Linked DNA regions of Mus musculus: region 2 is linked to region 1. The links are chromatin contacts, called in public promoter capture Hi-C maps. All regions are on one chromosome and are shown on one strand. The core of a region is the stretch at or near the end of the contact, and the rest is flanking DNA. Distances in the headings are between cores, read along the strand shown. Region 1 holds the start of Tubb4b (tubulin, beta 4B class IVB). Region 2 holds the start of Rpl12 (ribosomal protein L12).

What was found. Promoter capture Hi-C pulls out the DNA fragments that hold promoters and counts their contacts.
Region 2: a promoter capture Hi-C map of stem cell-derived epiblast-like cells shows a contact between it and region 1, with 2.9 times the contacts expected there. The contact joins the promoter of Rpl12 here to the promoter of Tubb4b in region 1.

Annotation. Positions count from the first base shown.
Region 1 is chr2:25,222,824-25,226,343 of GRCm38.p6, forward strand. Tubb4b (tubulin, beta 4B class IVB) reads right to left here and starts at 1,879. Exons shown (of 4, transcript NM_146116.2): 1 at 1,711-1,879; 2 at 1,301-1,409; 3 at 1,111-1,221; 4 at 1-545. The coding sequence starts at 1,767.
Region 2 is chr2:32,959,701-32,963,220 of GRCm38.p6, forward strand. Rpl12 (ribosomal protein L12) reads left to right here and starts at 2,012. Exons shown (of 7, transcript NM_009076.3): 1 at 2,012-2,139; 2 at 2,349-2,422; 3 at 2,874-2,972; 4 at 3,285-3,366. The coding sequence starts at 2,103. Lrsam1 (leucine rich repeat and sterile alpha motif containing 1) reads right to left here and starts at 1,941. Exons shown (of 26, transcript NM_199302.3): 1 at 1,862-1,941; 2 at 1,344-1,555.

The DNA.
Region 1 (3,520 bases), core at 629-3,128:
GGTCAAGGGGGCAAAGCCAGGCATGAAGAAGTGCAGGCGAGGGAAGGGCACCATATTTACAGCCAGTTTCCGCAGGTCAGCATTTAGCTGGCCAGGGAATCGCAGGCAAGTGGTTACCCCACTCATGGTGGCGGACACTAGATGGTTCAGGTCACCGTAAGTGGGTGTGGTCAGCTTTAGGGTTCTGAAGCAGATGTCATAAAGTGCTTCATTATCAATACAATAGGTCTCATCTGTGTTTTCAACCAGCTGGTGGACTGAAAGGGTGGCATTGTAGGGCTCAACCACTGTGTCCGACACCTTGGGGGAAGGTACCACACTGAAGGTGTTCATGATTCTGTCTGGGTACTCCTCCCGGATCTTGCTGATAAGGAGGGTACCCATCCCAGACCCAGTCCCCCCACCCAGGGAGTGGGTCAGCTGGAAGCCCTGCAGGCAGTCACAGCTCTCAGCTTCCTTTCTCACAACGTCCAACACCGAGTCAACCAGCTCTGCACCTTCTGTGTAGTGCCCCTTGGCCCAGTTGTTCCCAGCCCCACTCTGACCTGTAAGAGAAAACAGTAGGTCACACTAAGTATGTGCCCAAGGGGCCAAATGACATGAGGTGACACTGAATAAAGTGTACAGACCCAAAACAATCTGCCATGTTAAAAAAAAGGGGAGAGGGGGTGCTGTGCATAATGGCACAAGCTTTTAATCCCAGCACTTGGTAGGCAGGTAGTTCTGAGTTTAAGGTCAGCCTGGTCTACAGTTAAAGAGGCCAGGCAGGGATACATAGATTGGGGATGGGGGGTGGGGGAGACCAGACGGAGATGTACAGAACACACTAGAGCTAAGACAGTAAATACTTCCAAAGGCACCCCTGCCAATGTTCAAGGAGAGTACAGGGCCCCTGCCACTAGGTCAGGTCTTCTCATACTCTCTACTAGCAACTAATCTACCCGCAGTCAGTTGGACCTTCCTCCTAAAGCTGCTTTCGGCCAAGGGATTGAGTGACTCAGAGGGCAAGAAAGTGTACACCTGGTGGCTATTAAGGAAGAACTTTAGGTCAGCCCCTTGACCTTTGAGCCTCATGGGTAGCAAGCCCGTCCACACCTCCACCACACTCACCAAAGACGAAGTTATCAGGTCTGAAGATCTGCCCGAAGGGCCCTGAACGCACCGAGTCCATGGTGCCGGGCTCCAAGTCCACGAGCACGGCGCGGGGCACATACTTGCCACCTGGTTGGGACAGGGGGACGTCAAGTGTGCTCAAACTGGAAGGGTGGTGAGGAGGATGGATGGGGTAGAGGAGCCTTACCGGTGGCTTCGTTGTAGTACACGTTGATGCGCTCCAGCTGGAGGTCGCTATCTCCGTGGTAAGTGCCAGTGGGATCAATGCCATGCTCGTCGCTGATTACCTCCCAGAACTGCAAGGGAGTCGGGCGTTAGCTGAGTCACGCCGGCCGGCCGGTGCGCTCCAAGGCAGCCCCGCCCCGGATGGGTGCGGCAGGCCCTCCCCCTCCCTCCAGTCTCAGGAGCGCCAGGGCGACGAATCCCTAAGGGCCGCGCACCGTCCGCCCCACCGACACCAGCCACCGGCGCTACGTCTCGGCCCAGCGTACGCCGGTATCCAGGACGCAATGAAGGGCGACGCTCCGGGCCGCTTCCGCCATCTTCCCCGGCTGGCTGTCCCAGTGGCGTCTGGCTCGCAGAAACCTAGCCTCCTACCTTGGCGCCAATCTGGTTGCCGCACTGCCCAGCCTGCAGGTGCACGATCTCCCTCATGGCGGCGGCGACTGCGGAACAGCTGTAGAAGAGGAGCACTTCGGGAGGAGCAGGCGCACAGAGTGCTACAACCGACGCTCTGCCAACATTTATATACCTCTTATGACCCGCCCTCGTCAGCACAGGATTGGGCTTTCAGAACGAGGCCACGAATTATCCTTGTCTGATTGGCTACATTTCCGTCAATCGAGCGGTCTGGGGCCCGCCTTCCCAACAATATACTCTCATTATTGGTCACGCTTGCCTACGGCTCCCCCTATCACAATCCCCGCCCTGGCGCCGCAGTGCTCAATCCATTGGGTGTTTCAAATGATTGATTTGCACTTCCATTGGCTGCCTCCTGGGAGCACTCCGAGAGCCTGACACTATTGGCTGCGCTGTTTTGGCGTCCTGGTAACCGCCGCAGTGCAGCGCGCGGGTGGGACGTGGAAAGCCAGCTTCCGGCTGAAAGGGAGGGGGCGACTTTTCAGAGCTTTGTGGGCTCGGGCGGCTTGGTAGGTCTGGCAGCTGCTGCGGGGAGAGAAAGGAGACGCGGGCAGGCATTGTCGATCCGGAACACACCTTGCAAGCCTCAAGCTGAGGCGAATTGAAACGCTAACAATAATAGGCTCTGGATGAGGCGCCGGGCCCTTCCGGGACGCACTGGGCAGGCGCGGGGTCCTCTGTCTCTATCTGTCTCTCTCTCTCTCCCCCCTCCCCTCTCCCCCCCCCCCTTCTCTCTTCCCCTCCCCACCCCACCCCTGGGAGGGCCATCCCTCCGCCCCTTCGGCCTCCCTAGATGTTGTGGAAACTTGCTGGCCAAGAGCCGGTTTCCTTGGAGCCTGAGTTCCAAGTGCGCACAGAGCTGCATGGAGACTACAGGGCTGGGCATGCCTGGCCATGACTGTTAGAGGGAAAAACAAACAAACAAACGTGTGCAAGTCCCTGTCCTGTAATGGAGAGCAATACATGTACATATTTCTTTTTTTTTTTTTCAGGGTCAGGTCCAAAGCACCCCTACCCCCAAAATGGTAGTGCTGACATTGTCCTAAACAGGACTTGACCAGGTAAACAAGCTTAAAAGTTTCTGTTTACCAGAAGAGCAGGTCTCTTAAAGTGATTTCTGTTCACCTTAACTTTAACCTTCCCTCCCAAGTCAGCTACCTCTCGAAGGCAAGTAGTTCTGAAACAATCCTTTTTCTCCATTTGCTCCCCCCACCTTGGCATTTTGATCCCCAATATCTTTCTGCCCACAAAATGGTCTAGTTGGTAATTTCTCTACGCCATTGCTTATGAGACAGAGTCGTCTGGCCTGTAACCTGGAATTCTGCCTTAGCCTCCAGAATGCAAGGACTACAGTTCTTAGTCTTCATGTCTGATGTGTAACTTTTTAAAGGAATATTATACAATGGGTCTGTCTCAGTCTAGCCACTTCTGGCTTTTGGAATGAACTACCTTCAAAACTAAGGGTGTTAGGCAATCCCTGTTGGTTGTGGTATCCAAGTACCTACCAACCATGTCACAGGAAAAAACCCCACCAGGACAAGCAGAGTCCTGTATCCTGAGCAGTGGCATTCTGTCGCTATATACAAAATGCAGTCCTGCCGGGCAGTGGTGGCGCATGCCTTTAATCCCAGCACTCGGAGGCAGAAGCAGGTGGATTTCTGAGTTTGGGACCAACCTCGTCTACAGAGTGAGTTCCAGGACAGCCAGGGCTACACAGAGAAACCCTGTCTCAAAAAAACAAAAACAAAAACAAAAACAAAAAAAAAAA
Region 2 (3,520 bases), core at 762-3,261, 7.7 Mb after region 1:
CAAGACTGTGCGTTCCATGTGGGCCGGGCTGTCTACCTCATCCAGCTGGGCCCTGAGCCCACACGACAGAGCCCAACACTTTGTTTTACTGACAAAGCAAAGCCTAGAGTAGAAAGAACAGAACACGCCAAGTACTCTGGGCTCGACCTACTTTGCCACTGCCCCTCTGCGGCGCCGGCATCACCCTCCCAGTGCTAAGCGTTTCCCCCACCAAGGGAAGATTCCCCCAGGTGCCTTCCAAGGATGTTCTCTGAAGACTCTGGACAGACTCAGCTGATGAGTCACTTCCAGCTCTGGAAATTGTCAGGATGGAACCATCAAGACCAAACTGGAGGTAGCCGTGACTTGGGGGAACTCAACTATATCAATACTAGAGAGATCTATGAGTTAAGCAAAAATCAAAATGCAATCTTCAGGCACCTTAGCAGGCTTCCAGCTACTGCTCATTTGGTTCTCCTTACAGCCCCGTGGAGAATCCGATGCTGAGTAAGGTCATTCATCTGGTGATATGACCTGGGTTGTAGAAACACCAGGCTGGGACACTTGCCTTTCAAGTCCTGATCCTGTGCCGCTTGCACGGCTCCTTGGACCTCCCAGTTTAGCCAAGTTAATCATTGTGTCCTGAATTCAGTAGCTGGCTGCCCATAGCTGGCTGCAACTTCCAGTGCTGTCTAAGGGCCAGCAATAGGAAGGACATAATCATTTGGAGGAAGTGTGTAACTCACGGCATGGGCTCTGACACCTAAGACATTAGCTGTGTCACTTTGTGTCACTGGTCGGAGCCGGTTTCCTCATTTGTAATATGGAGCAATGTTGCCAATGCTGGCCTCTGTGGGGTCAGTGACTTCATGTATGTCAGGTCTATGCCATAGACTCTGCCACAGGGTACCACACACATGACAAATGCACTCAGGTACTATTACAGTTGCTAAGGAGAAGAGGGCTGGAGGAGCCTTGCAGTAGAGGACACATGTGGTCCTGAGGGATTTCAGGTCTCCATTTGTGGGCGTGGGCTGTCAGAGGAGGTTGCTGGGCCTGCAGGGCCTGCTCAGGACTCTCCGCACTCAATTGCAGCACTCCTGAGAGACAGCTCCCTCCATCCCTATCTGATGGCCACGACTTAAATCCCTTACAGATGGCTCACTAATGACTAGCCTCCCTCGCCCCCATCCTCCAGATCTACATTTCCAAATACCTTCTTCAATGACTATCTCTGCCAATTCCCCCTCCCTCACCGTTCTCAGCAGGGCTCGTTCAGTTCTGGTTTGAACTTTCCTGATGGTCCAGCTTGGCTGGGAAGAACCACACCCATCCTTCCCTGGCAGGGCTGGCCAGCGGCTAACCTGGCTCTGTGGATGGGGAGGTCCTCCACCGATGTTCCGATTCTTGGGTGGACCTCAAGGTAGGCCAGTCACTCCGAAGACTTGGCCACAGATACAAACCATTGGCCCCCAAAAGCTGAGCTGGTGTCCGGTCTCCTTCAAACATAGAAGTGAGCACCGAAACTTTAAATTTCAGAAAGACACGCAACTCAGGATGACAAAGTCTCGAGATTCTAGAAACCAAGGAATTGCAGAATTAAAGACTCGTGATTAGACTCGAATAGTTTGTTTCTGTAACTAACATGCACATACCGCAAACAGGTTAGGAGGGTACTAGGGTGGCACTGGTACTAGGGTCGCTCAAGTCAGGTGCAGATCCCTTAGGGGAGGGGCGGGGCCCTGGGCTGGGTCCCAGGGGCTCCAGAGTCACCGTCAAGAGAAGGGAACGTGGACCAGGAACCAGGACCTCTGGTGCAGCCCTACTCTGTTGCCCAGGCAAGGTGCTCCGAACATTTACCCCTTCCGAATCCCGAGCTCACCCACAGACCAAGCTCTGCAGTCCTCTGCCGCAGACGCCTGCCCATAAGAAACAGGGCGACCAGGGTGTCGCCCAGAGACTGGGTGGGGCCAGCGGTTCTCGCGAGAGCTGAGCTTTTCCGCCTATATCCGGCGTGGGCGGAGCAGGATCCGTCTTTTCGGCTTTCGGCTCGGAGGAGGCAACGGTGCAACTTTCTTCGGTCGTCCCGAATCCGGGTTCATCCGACACCAGCCGCCTCCACCATGCCGCCCAAGTTCGACCCCAACGAGGTCAAAGTCGGTGCGTGCCCTCGCCGCGCCCGGGTGCTGTCCCGGGGCCTGGCGGGTCTCCCTTGGGCCTTGGCTGCCACGTGTGTAAGAGGGGAGGGAGCCCGACGCTCTGGCGGCCCGTGCGCCTTAGGGTAAGGCCTGGCCCGGGACATCTGAAGCCCGACGGCAGCGCGCAGGGCGGCCTGCGCCGCAGAGGTTCTGATTTTGCTTTTTCTTCAGTGTACCTGAGGTGCACCGGAGGCGAGGTCGGCGCCACATCCGCCTTGGCCCCGAAGATCGGTCCTCTGGGTCTGGTAAGTCGTCGCTCCCGAGCCGTAGACCTCTAACGTGCATGCTGTTTGGCCTGTAGATGTGTTCTGTCCCCGTGGAGGGCAGAAGAGGCCACCATGTCCCTGGTGCAGGCCGGGATGTGGGTGCTGGGACTTGGGACGCAAAGGAAAACTGAGATAACACGTGCACGGAGGCTCGTGCCACAGCCCGGTTGAGGCAGCCATTGGACTTGCTTAAATCCACTAGCCTCCGTGGGTAACGCACGGGAACCTAGTGTTTAAAGCTCCGAGGGTTCCCCATTGCAGCAGAAAGTGTTTTGCTTTGTTAGCCCTTACTGCAGAGTTGTCTTAGTGAAGAAGGATGTGGAGCCATTGTGGGCAGGCTCCTGTGGGACGGTGAGGAGGGCTGGCGGTGAGCTTGAAGGTCCTGGCTTCAACTTTGGGCACATGGTAACGAATGCTATTATTTCTACAGTCTCCGAAGAAAGTTGGCGATGACATTGCCAAGGCTACCGGTGACTGGAAGGGTCTCAGAATTACAGTGAAACTGACCATCCAGAACAGACAGGCCCAGGTATTTACATTGCTTGCTGTGGGGGGTTGAGGGAAGGGTTGAGATAGCAGCCCTCAGGAATCATGGGTCTTGGCAAAGATTTCCCTGTCCCGGTGAATCGGATTTTATCCTTGTGGGAGGGCTATACGACAGGGTTCACTGTAAGTCAGTAGTAGGTGCCAGGGTGCAGGAGTCCGCCATGCTAGGGATTCAACTCTGGAGGTGAGGCCAGCAGGAAGCACCTTAGCTAGCCGAGCTGTTTTTTCGGGGCCCTTTAGCGTGTCTGGTGGTGGTTGGTTTTCTGGGCTGTGTTCACATCAAGTCTCTTTGCAGATCGAGGTGGTGCCTTCTGCCTCAGCCCTGATCATCAAAGCCCTCAAGGAGCCACCGAGAGACAGGAAGAAGCAGAAGAACAGTGAGTCGGCCCCACTCCCTGGGTTTCCGCTGCAGTGTGCTACTCAGCTGTGTCGACCCCTTTCTTGGGACCTAGGGGTGGAATGAGATCACAGTAGGCGTCTGTTGTCTGTTCCCTTTCCTGGGTGCAGAAATGAAACAGTGCCTCAGGGGTT